Regions from separate parts of the Macaca mulatta genome. Here region 2 is linked to region 1. Evidence: chromatin contacts called from public Micro-C data. All regions are on one chromosome and are shown on one strand. Each heading gives the region's core, a stretch centred on a gene start, on an enhancer-like site or on the middle of the called end of the contact. The rest is flanking DNA. Distances are from core to core; before and after follow the strand shown.

Region 1 (5,964 bases), core at 1,093-3,592:
TTTTGAAAGCAGCTAAAGCTCCCCTCAGAGTGAAGAGGAAAGTAGCCCTGCTGGGATAAGGGGAGAGCACACTGCCTGAAGACAGGGTGCTCACATGAACATTTTCACTCCAAGCAAGACAGTGATGAGAGCACAGCACTGCTCCCATCTTGGACCCTTGCCTTTCTCACTGACTAGGCTTTTTGCTTCATGCAAATTCTGTGGCTGGACTTTGAGGGATCCAGAATTTAGGATATAGGGCGGGCCCTTTACGAGGGAAGTGACCATGGCTCAGCCAAAATCACAAGATCCTTTTCAAGATCCAGAATGTATTCCAAAACTGTTGTACCCCTTTCCCTCCACTGGCTCCCCTTGCAAGCTGCTCCTTCTCAGGCGGGAGCAGCTGTGCATACTCCCCGACCTCTGGCTCCAGGCACCTTGGACTGCAGGCTTCACCTGTTTGGTAAGAAGAGCAAGCTGTCCCTGGGCCGGAGGAACGTTCCTAAGGATCAGGGTGGAGGAAGGCTACTCCCATTTTCCCTTACAGAAGCAGTGCCTGAAACCTAGGCACATAATATGCCTATGTGCATACTATGCCCTGCCCTGGCAAAAGACACGTTTGCAAACCAATCAGAAATGAGTGGGGAGCAGCACAGATGACCCAATAGCCAAAGGATAGCCCCACATCAACTTTACTCTGAGGCTTAGGGTGTGTTTTGTGTTGTTGTTTGGGATAAAGGGGTCCCTGGTGGAAACTAATTCACAACACGTCTGACAAGATAATGAAGCCCATGGTGAAAGCTGCTTCTTCGAACAGGAGAGAACCCCCCGACCAGCTCCCCAGCACTCACCATGCTTGCTACTGTTCCCAGTTCCTTGCCAGCAATGGGCAGTCCCACCCCTACTGGCAGCACAATGGGTATAACAAAACCAGAATAGTTTTAGGTTTGTGCAACTCTCCCCCTTCATTTTACAGGCCAGACAAATTGGGGGCAATGAACAGAAAGTTAGGCCAAGATCTAACCTTGGCAGCTTCAGGACTGGGTCCTGGGTCTCCTGACCTCTAGTCCCTTGCTCTTTCCACTAAAACAAGCCGTCAAAGGTGATCAGGATCACCAACTACGGAGGCACCGCCATGTTGCAGGACTCCAGGATTCAACAGCAAAGCTCTGTGATCAAGGATGCCTTCCACTCCCCAGAAGAGCTATTCCACTGGGCCCTTCAGGTAGGTTCCAATTCAGATTCTGACGGCACCAACATGTCAGTTACAGAGGGCAGAGACGACCTTGGTTGCTGATGCTTCCCTGTGCCTTCCTGGGTGCCTGCTTGACACCCAAGAGGCTCTGGTTAATGTGTTAAGGAATAGAGAACAGTGAACTAGCTCTGTGTCAGGCTTCTGAAAACTAGGCTTCCTTTCTCAACCATTTTCCCTGCACCATTAGCTCAATTACCTAGTAGCCTTAGGCCCTCTCTCCATCATTTCAGTAGAATGAAACTGATACTTAAGCCAAAAAGGGACAAATAAGAGAATCTAGCCAAACCCAAAACAAGAACGATTTTTTTGGAATGTTCATGTTTAAAAAGCCACCATCTTTAGACTTTAAGTCTTTGGATTACCCATGGCTTCTGGTTTTTGTGAAAATAATATAAATTTGCATGAATTTGTCTGTACAAGAACCTGAATTTCTTGACAGACCTTCCCACTGAGCTCTCATAAAAGGACTCTATAGAAAGGTATCAGCTTCCAGGGATGGAATACAGCTGGAAGCCTGTAAATGCCCCAGGTAGGGCCCAGTCCACAGGATTTTTCCCTGCTGAAACGAGGGAGGATGCAGAGGCTTCCTGCGAGGTTAAAACCAGAGCTACTTGCTTCCTGGGTATCATCTGGTCCTTCCTAGCAAGGGGTTGGCCAGGAATGTCGCCCCCAGACCCATCTGTAAGGGCGGTAATGGCCTGTGGCTGATAAGCATGTAACTCATTAAAGCGAACATGAGTTATGAATGGTGACCACGGAGAAAGGGCGAGGAACATTTTGGGAACTGCACCAGAGGCCCTGCCTACCACTGGGCTGCACATGCAGTTGGGGAGGTGGGAAACAGGCAACTCCAGACACTGCTTCTTAGGGAGGCGTGGCTGGGGCAGGGGTACAGGTTCTCCTTGGAGCTCCTGTTCTCTTTGGTCAGAAGGTGGTGGCTGAGAAGCAGTCACATGGAAGGTGTGTGTTGGATGTGCGTGCACATGGAGGAGGAGGAATGGCCCGTGGAATGCCTGTGGTGCCCTTCCGCGCCACCTTCTCCCGGTCAGCACAAGTTCTCTGTCAGGGCCATTTCCAGGCCCCTTACCTCTCCAGGTCCCCTCACCCATCTCTCTCCTAACACTGTAACACTTAACAGTGTGTCCGAGGCTCACAAGTACCCGCTCCCTGCACAACCGCCCACGTAGGGTCGGTCATCCAAAGCTTGACACTCAAGGCACTGAAAGTGGAAGAAGGAATCTGATTGGTCCAAGAAAAAAAAAAAAGACACTTAAAAAACCAAAACCTGTCTCCCACACCCCCTGGAAAGTGGCCTCCAACCAACTGATGGTACCTAGGGTAGGAGAGTAGAGCCGGAGAGCCAGGCCCCCTCCCTAACCCTATCGGAGCCCGCTGTGTGACAGGTCTGGCAACCTGAATGTTTAAAAATGGATTCAAAGTGCTTGGAGACTGAAAGAATAATGGAGGGTGTTAGAAACCCCATGGAGAAGAATAGGTACCACCTTTCCTTTCCAATGGGACTTGTATTTGGGTGGGGGAATCCCTACATCTTTTCTTCCCAAATGAGGTTTTCATTGTTTTTTGTTTCCTTTGAAAAATTATACAGCACCCCCCACCCCTACCTCACCACTCCTCAAACCAGCTCAAGAGTTAAAGCCAGGAAGTGGGGCAGACTGGGGAGAGGAGACCTGTGTGGCTCCCTCTAGTGTTGGTTCTGGAAACTGCTGCGCAGCACACAGCGGTCTCTGGGTCAATCAGGACATGGTCCTGGCCTTTCTTTCTCCACCAGGACCCTGACTTATCTGGCTGGCCCAGCATAGACGAGAAGGAAAGCGGGCAGTGCTGCCGGGGATTCCTGGATCCCTCTGCATGCTGACAGACAGCTGTCCACAGTGGGCCAAGGTGACTGGCATTTTGATCCCAGCTGAATGAAGGCTGGATTTGAATGCAGTGCCAGGGCTGTTCTGTAGACAAGAGCGAACATAAATCCAAGCTCCCTTCTGCAGTACCCTGAGGAAGGAGAGATGCACCCAGGGCACGAATGCAAACAACACAGGGACTGGCCAGGCTATCCTGTTTTCCACCTGTCTGTGCCACAGCCACCCACTCCCATACTTCATGTCCCTAGGCCAAAGCCTGCCCACCCTGGGTACCCCCATTTCCACTTATGGGAGATCAGAGGGGTGGGATAGAAAGGGAATGCTAAAAAGTGCCCCCTCTGCTCTCCCTAACCTTCACTTTCCCTGTCCCCATTCTAGGGTCAGGCAAGAGTGCAGGTCAGAAGAGACACATCCTCCCGAAGAAGAGGGAAGGGCAGGCCCAGGAGGCTGGGGCATGCAAAGAGCACCATCCTCGGGACGGGGTGTTTCTGGGAGACCTGCTCCCCACCTGCCACGGTGGGAGGAAGAAGGCTGGTCCGAGAAGGGAGCAATGAGCAATGCCCCTGAATATCAGGGAACAGCTGTGAAAGCCTTCTCCTCTGCCCCGCAGAGATGCCCCAGCCAGGCTCTGGCCCCTACACGTGAGTCTGCATGCGCTGCTGGAATCGCTGGCCGTAGTCCGAGTGCTGGGAGGTGTAGGAGAATCGAGTGGCTGTGGCGTACTTGCCAATGGGGTCATACGCCTCATATGGGGTCCGCTCCAGGCCAGAGGGTGGGGCCTGGGGGTAGCCCAGTCGGTAGGTGGGGTACCCGGCTGCCCCAGGGAAGGGATGGGAGTTGAACTTCTCATAGTTCTCGTAGGACAGCTGACTGGTTGTGTCGGTGCCAGCTGGGGCAGCAGGGCCAGGGGGTGTGGGCTCAGGGCCATAGTCAGAGGCAGGGGCCCGGCTATAGGTGTTGAGCTGGGCATAGCCGCTGGAGTGGGAGAGACGGGATGAGGGGCGGCCGTCGAAGCGGGCAGGGCCAGGGGCACGGTAGTCAGCATAGAGCACTGCCCTGGAAGATGGGCGGTCTTCATGGGCGCGCACGTTGTAGTAGCCATTGGTGGGGTCCTGGGGGCAATGAGAGAAGAGGATGGAGGCAGTGTTCCCTCTTGGTTGGGGATCAAGTCTCACCACGGCCTTCTGGGCTTCCTCCTCTGGCTCTCCCTATGTCCCCATCTAGCATTCCACCTCCTCTGCTCCTTCAAAATCCCTCCCAACCACTCCTCCCCGAGTCTGTCCTCACCTCCCTGCTACAGGCCCTCAGAAACCCACTGGTCCACCAGCCCTCATGCCCTGGCCCCTTCCCCCTTTCCCACCTTCATCTCATACTCCTCCCGGGTGTCAATAGTGTCGCAGCGCAGGTCCTGCTTCAGATCCACATCATCCTTAAACGACTGCAGAGCAGCAGGAGTGGGGCGTCAGCAGACAGAAGCCCTGCTCTTTTCGACTCTCACCAACCCCTCCCCACACTCAGAGGCCACCTGCTCACAGGAGGGGTCTGAGGTCAAGGGCAGACTTGAGTTCTCGGTTCTCTAGGCAGAGGCTCTAGGATGTGGTGGGAAGAGACCAGAGACCTCGGTTCGAGCACTAGTTTGGTTGCTAACATGTAATGGGACCTTGTATATGTCACTGCCCCCCTCCAGGGCTGTTTCCTCACCTCAGCAATGAGGCAGATGGACCAGAAAGCCTCTGGGGGCTTCCAACTTTCACACTCTGTGGGGCAAAGGAAGTCTTTGGAGAACCCCAGCTGCCTATCCTCTGCTGGAGGAAACTAGCCTGGGGTGTGTGTGAGAGAGAGAGTATGTGTGTGAGTGTGGGAGAGTGTGTGTGGCAGGACCAGGGAAGGCCGTTTGAGGAAGGAGAGAATGACCACGGTTATTAGAGATCTGGGATGGAGCTGTTCCTCAGAGGGTGGAGAAGGCAGGAGGCCAGCGAGGAGCAGGACCCTCACCGAGTAGATGGCCTTCATGACCCGGGTCGCTGTGGAGACGCTGGCAGTGTCATCCTCCCGGTCAGAATGCATTGTAAGTGGCTCTCGGTTCACTGTCTCCACCTTGATATCCAGCTTCCTCAGGGTAACGTCTTTGCGACCTGGGATAGGAGAGGCAGCTTGGACTAAGTGCTTCCTGCTGGCCTCTGCAGTGGTTGCTTCAGGCTCCCTCTGGGCTGGAGCTCAACGGCCAACCCCCCCATCCATCCCAACACTGCCTGTCACAGCCCTGGAAGGGCCAGGGGAAGGCTGTGGGCTGCACAGGGCCCATACTCACTGCCTTTGCGGCGCCGGTAGAGGAAGAATACCAAGGCGATGAAGAAGAAGATGAGCAGGATGCTCGCACCGATGGTGGCCCCAGCTATGATGCCCACAGGTAACACCTCTTTCGATGGGGAAGGAAAGGTGGAGGCATGAGACTGGAGTTATACTGGGAGCTAAGCTCAGTGCTGGCTGAAGGCTAGGCCACAGCTACAGAGGCAACCTTGGCTTGTGTACAGGGCTAAGTTTTGACTGAGCCTGGGAACAGCATTCAGTTTAAGTCAAGGTTGGATTACAGAGGAAGGTCTGCATTGTAGTTGGATTTTGGTCTGTGATCCAGCTCCATCAGAATGGAGATCATGGTCATGTCTCGTCCCTGCAGCTGGGGCAGGAGTTTGCCCCTGGCCTTGGTTCTGTCGATCTCTGTCCTTCAGCCCACCTGACTATGATGCTTGGCCCTTCGCTTTTGTTTGAGGTCAGCTGTCTCCAGACTCTCCAATCTGCCACCCATATTCCGACATCTTTCATCACCGTGCCATCCATAATACCACTGTG
Region 2 (5,964 bases), core at 1,560-4,059, 110 kb after region 1:
TCTATGGCTTCCTGCTGACACCTACTCCCCCACCCCCATTTCCCCACCATCATCCCTCCTCCCTCTTGTAGCGCCCCCCTCCGTTTCTTCTCTCCGTGCCCCAGTCCCTGACCTAGAACTCCTTTCTGAGGATGGAGGCTAAGGAAAGGGGGTCCTGCCAAGCACTCCACCTCCACGTGTGTCCCAGTCTCCCCAGACCCCTTCTCCTTCCCTCTCTGCCTCCTCCCCAGTCCCTTGCCAAGCTTCCCCCAACACTCACTAGTGATTTCCCCTCCCCTCCTGTCTCGTCTCTCCCTTTCTTTTCTCTGGTATCCTCTCCCCCCACCCCAGATACTTTCACCAGGTCCTGCTTTCACCCCTGTTGGAGCCGAGAAGTGGGAGCTCAGCATTCCCTAGCCACTCACTCCTTTCCAAAGAGAGAAAGGCACACAGCACACACTTCTTTCTGTCTCCAATTCAATCCACATGTCTCTCCTATTTGCTAACTGCTGCTTTTGTTCCTTAACACTCATTTGTATCCACGTTGCTGACACGTAAGGCTGTAAGAAAGGGGCAGACATAAGCTTGCCCCCAACATAGACCAATACTGACCCAGGGGCCCCCTCCACCACCACCATGACCCCCCTCCACCACCACCATGGCCTACCCCCTTCCTCCCCGACGCCAACAGCCTGGCTGAACAGTCAACTTAAGTCATCTTCCCAACTTTCTGCCAAGTGGCTGGCCTGGCCTGCCAACCCCAGGGCCAGGCCTCCTCCTTTCCCTTAGCACCACCTCCCACTCTTGGCTCACACCACAGATGTGTGCCCTTCCTATATCATAGTGTGTGCTGGGGGGCGGGCATGGGTGCCCTGTGCAGAGAGATGAATCAAGACTGGCCCCACCAACTCAGCCAGGCTTTGCCTTCGGAGCTGGGAAGAGACCTGGCAAGGAGAGGAAAGGTCCAGCGTAACACCCCACCTACAAATGCAGGAAGGGAACACAGAGCAGGGCAATCATGCCTGAGGCTGTTCTACCCAGATCCATTCCCAGACACCCCCTAAAAGAGACCACCTCCTCCATCTGCAGTCTGTACATCTCCATAGGTGTCTGCCCATATGAATGTCTGTTCAAGTTTCTTTGTTTGCTAGAGGGTTGGTTTCCGTGCGAGCGTGTGTCCTGTCCTTGTAAACGCCTGCATACATGTACTGTGTATACTTGTAATGTTCGGGTGGATGAATGCGTGAGTGTGTGCCGATCTGGGGGAGGAATCTGTCTTCCTCAGATGTCTCAGTGTCTTTGTGTATATGTGTCTGTCTCAGTGTGGAGGATGTTTGTGGGGATGTCTCCGTCTCAGTAGGTGAGTAGTCTGTCTCAGTGTCTGTGAATGTTTTACCGTGTTTGTGTGTCAATTTCTGTGTGTCAGCTCCATTTTTGGGGAGGGAGGGAGTTCAGCAGGATTCAGTCTTCCTTAGAGTCAGACCTGGCAGGCAAGAACCAACTCCCACAGACCCCAGTCCCTGCTGCAGTCTGGACCCTTGGTTCCCTCAGCCCTCTTCCCTCCCCCAACCCCAGCCCTGCCCAGGATACACTGACATCCTCATCTCTCTCAACCACCTCCCTCATCTCCCAGCCTCTCCCCTGCCAGTTCCAAATAAGCCCCAGACAGCAACACTTTCCTGAGCCCAAGTAGAGTGTCAGCCCCCTCCCCCCACCGCCTCCGCCCCCGCTCCCGTGAGTTCCCCCCACTGTATCAAGCGGGCCTGAAGCTGTATTTGGAACTCCACTGTCCACCCAGAGCCTCCGCGGGCAGGGGTTCCAAATCCCCACTAGAGGCGCCGAGACACCCCTCCCTTCCTCTAGAGGGGGCAGCCCCAGGCAGTCTGGAGTCGTGGTTCAGACTCAGACCCCCGAGGGGCTGGGCTGGAGTAGGGGGAATCCCCTTAGCAACATCTTCGGGAGGTGGGACTCAGCTTTTCGCTCACCCCCTAGCCCGAAATTCGAAATTCCAGCCTTCCCCTTAGCCTGGACTCAAGCGTCCGGAACCCCGGCCTCAGAGGACGAGGGACTGTAGGGCTGCGAGAGAAAGCGTTCGGTTCCCGGTTTCACTCGGACCTCCAGCCCTCGCGGCCCCAATGCTTGGTTCTCCCGCGCAGCCAGAGGAAACAAGTTGGGCAAATCAACGGCAAACTCATTCTCCCCAGACCCCGTTACTCAGCGCCCCCTCCCCCAGGGCTCTGAGCCCGGACCGAGCCCCCGCCTCGTGGCGTCCGGACCCAGGGACTGGCCGCGGGCCGCCGGGCACCCCAGCACTCCCCTAGCAGGGAGCAGTGCCCTGGCCCCGGGGGGAAGCCGAGCGTCCGGGGGCGGGCTGGGGGCCCTTACCTTGGGAGAAAGTATCGGAGAGAGTGAGGATCCAGACGAGGAGGCTCAGCATGCTGTCCGCCCGCCGTGCGCCCGCCCGCGGCTGGGGCCCGGAGTTGGCGAGCGAGCCAGAGGAGCGGGCTGGGGAGGAGGGGAGCCCTGGAGCCCGCCCCCCGCCCGCCCGCGCCCGCCCCTGCACACACACGCGCGCGCGCACACACTCACGCGCACAAACTCACTTCCCTGCCCTCCGATTCTCTTTATCTCTCTTTCCTCCCCGTCCTTTTTCTCGTTCTGGTCGCCCACCCCGTTTAATTATTTCTCCTCTCAAGCTTTATCTCTCTGGGTCTCTTTCGGTCTTTGCTCCCCCATTCTCTCCCCTTCTCTTCCTTCCCTCTCTCCCTCCCTGCCTCCCTGCCTGCCTCTCTCCCTCCCTCCCTCCGCCTGACGTCTACTCTCCCTCCGACGGCACCTCCCTCCACGAGCCCTCCCCCTGCCCCCGCCTCCCCCAACGCGCGGGCACACATGCACACCCCTCGCTGGAACTGAGATGGAAGGAGAGCAAAGAGAGAAAGGAATTGAGGGCAAAGGCAAAAGGGGGTGAAAAACGTGACCGTCGTGGGTTCTGGGGCAGGCACAACAGGACCCCTGGCCACCCCACCCCTTCCCATTTATAGACGCAATCTTGGTCGCAGGCTATGGAACTAAGCAGTGAAGGAGGAACATGGGCTGAGGGACATCAGCCTCTAGCTCAGAGGATGTGATGGGGGCGGGGGGAGAGAGAGAGAGAGAGTGTGTGTGTGTGTGTGTTTCCGTGTGTGTGTCTAGGAGTGGGGTGGGGGGCAGGGAGTTAAATAAACATAAAGACCTTTCTTTTTAAATTCCACACCCAAAGCCTAACCCCTAGATTCCCCAAATTAAGAATTCTCAATTGACTAATGAATGCTTGGAGAGGGGAGAGGCATGCATGCCTCTCCCCACCTACAAAAGCCCGAGCTGGTGAATGGGAGCTGTCTCTTTGACCTGCCTTGGCTTCACCCAGTCAAGGTCTAGCACGGCTAGGCGTTGGAGGACTTAACGGCCTGGAAGAGGCACAGTTGACTCCTTTCTTTGTTCATCTTAGCCTCCCACCCACCCCGAAGGAGAAGGTAGCCAACTGGATGGCTTTGAAGGGCCAAGGCTTGGCCTCACCTCCCTGAATGCAAGCCAGAGGAGAAGACAGCCACCAGAGGATCTCTAAGCACTCTGGAGTTTGAGATCTTTTAGGGTAGGGACATGGAGGAACTAGGAAGGGAGGGAATTCCTGAGAAGCGTGAGAGCATTCAGGAGGGATCTCCGCTTTCTTAAGGGCCCAGTTTGGCAACCAGTTCCTCCTCTCATCCGTGACCAGATACTTCTGCTCACAGGGTGGCTGGGGGCGCCTAGAGGTCTAGACCCTGGGGATGAACAGAGGAGTTGCAGGAATTGCACAATTTTACGATAATGTGTTGGTCCAAAGAGGTCTCCACTTCTTTCCTCTCAGATCCCAGATCTCCTGGGTATCTAACACTCCCCGCCAAGATTTCTTAATTTCTGACCCTGAAAGTAGGTGCGTGGCTCTCTGGTGCCCTCTGTTGATGTGTAGCAGCCACAGCTCCTCTTTCCTCCGCAGATCCTAACATCAGTCTGTGGTCCAGACACATCCACACACAACTAGAGGACAGAGAAAGGCAGGAAAACACCCGAGTTCATATGCGGAAGCCCCATATGCACAGACCCAGAGAATTCTTCATATGTTCCAAAACACAGGCAAACACAGTTTAAGAATAGAGCCATACCTTGACCAGAGAAATAGGACTGCAATCCCGAACGTACACAGATAGACACCAACACACAGACACATAGGGCTTTTCATTTGTTCATTCATTAATCATACATTCCACAGATATTTCTTCAGTTCCAGACTGATATTTTCCAGTCACCATTCTAGGCTTTGGGGAGACAATAATGAAAAAAAAAAGGACAAAGTCCTTCATTAATGTTCCATTCTGGAGGAAAGTGAGAGGCAGTAGAAAAAATATTAAATACACTAGGTTATGGTAAATGCTATGGGAGACAAATAAAGCAGGATAAAAGATTAGGGAGAGGGAGAGAAGGAGGAATGACTGTTCTTACAGGTAGTCAAAGAAAGCTGTTCTGCTAAAGCCACATTTGGGCACAGACCTGAAGGAACTGAGGGTTCCTAGAAACAGAGGAGCCAAGTTTCTCTAGCTCACTAAGAGCCAAAACAACAATCTGGCCTGTCTCCTCTGGTCCTTTAGCTTCCCTTTTCTCTCCCCCTTTCCTTTAATTCCAAATCCTCACCAGCTCAGTCCATAGCAAACTCACGTCTCTAGAATCTCTTCCACATAAGTCATCCAGCATCCCAGATCTCAGAGCTTAAGACCCCATAGACCTCATCCGCAGCTAGTGGTCCTCAACACCAGTTGTGCACAGCATCTCCTGAGGGCCTTTAATTTTATTATTAGTATTCTTTAACTTTTTGAGTTGGTGTTTAGATCTGTCACCTGGGCTGGAGTGCCATGGCATGATCTCAGCTCACTGTAAACTCCACCTCCCAGGTTCAAGAGATTCTCCTGCCTCAGCCTCCCAAGTAGCTGAGATTACAGGTGTGTGTCACCATGCCTGGCTAGTTTTTGCATTTTTAGTAGAGACAGCGTTTTGCCATCTTGGCCAGGCTGGTCTCGAACTCCTGACCGCAGGTGATCCACCCGCCTCGGCCTCCCAAAGTGCTGGGGTTACAGGCATGAGCCACCATGCCCTGCCCTGAGGGCTTTTTTAAAACACCAGTGCCATTCCCTCATCCCTAAAGATTAATCGTTCTGGGGTGAAGTTCAAGCATCAGTATTTTTAGACATAGCCCCAGGTGATTCTAGTAGACAGCCAAAGTAGAGAGCTGCTAAACGAAGCAAACGCCTGCTTTCCAGACATTGCCTTCAGCAAGCCTGCACACCACACAAGTGTCCTGCCCTCTTATATCCACTAGCATTTCTTCTGCTTATTGCCAATCTTGTATCACCCTCCCCTCCTGGGGCAACCCCAATTAAGCTGCCCCAACTTTGCTCCATCCTCATCTCTTTAACACTAATGCTCACAATTTGGTCTAGTCAAATTAACTGAGTCTCTTAGAATCTAATAACATAACTCATCAAACTGTAGACATCCTGGGACTGAGTCCCTAGTATCAGTCAGATGATCTAAAGATAAAGCTTGTGTCTTTTCCATCAGACTGGACATATCTTCCTAGGACAGGATATCTGCCTCTCCTATCAAACTTGGGGATTCTTGTGGGGCAAGGCACATGCATGTCACACCATTCTGGAACTCCCTGAGGGCAGAGCAAAAGCTGGGTAAGCCTTTCCCTATCAGAGAGGTACCTGGCAGAGTAGTTGACAGCAAAGCACATGGGCCCTGAAACCAGACAGGGATTCAAATCTAGGTTCTTCCCCTTCCTTTCTGTGTGACCTTAGACATTTTGTGTGGCTAACCTCTCTAGCTCTTGTTTCTTTGATATGAAAACAGGGATAATAATAGTACTTATGTTATGGAGTAGTTGTGAGGATTGAGTTCATATCCATACAG

Evidence for each region. A called contact is a pair of places that touch in the nucleus more often than the background predicts.
Region 2: a contact with region 1 is called in a Micro-C map of CD4 T cells, with 8 times the contacts expected there. The contact joins the promoter of KIRREL1 here to the promoter of LOC106993005 in region 1. A contact is called at or near these places in 4 of 14 Hi-C or Micro-C datasets (CD4 T cells, cortical neurons, fibroblasts and 1 more).

Annotation. Positions count from the first base shown.
Region 1 is chr1:108,855,730-108,861,693 of T2T-MMU8v2.0, forward strand. It overlaps LOC106993005, which reads right to left and starts at 2,343. Exons shown (of 3, transcript XM_077941657.1): 1 at 1,902-2,343; 2 at 1,877-1,899; 3 at 1,590-1,875. The coding sequence starts at 2,343. The coding sequence ends at 1,717. It overlaps KIRREL1 (kirre like nephrin family adhesion molecule 1), which reads right to left. Exons shown (of 15, transcript XM_015112606.3): 12 at 5,426-5,533; 13 at 5,110-5,249; 14 at 4,475-4,552; 15 at 1-4,226. The coding sequence ends at 3,750.
Region 2 is chr1:108,961,216-108,967,179 of T2T-MMU8v2.0, forward strand. It overlaps KIRREL1 (kirre like nephrin family adhesion molecule 1), which reads right to left and starts at 2,810. Exons shown (of 15, transcript XM_015112606.3): 1 at 2,365-2,810. The coding sequence starts at 2,416.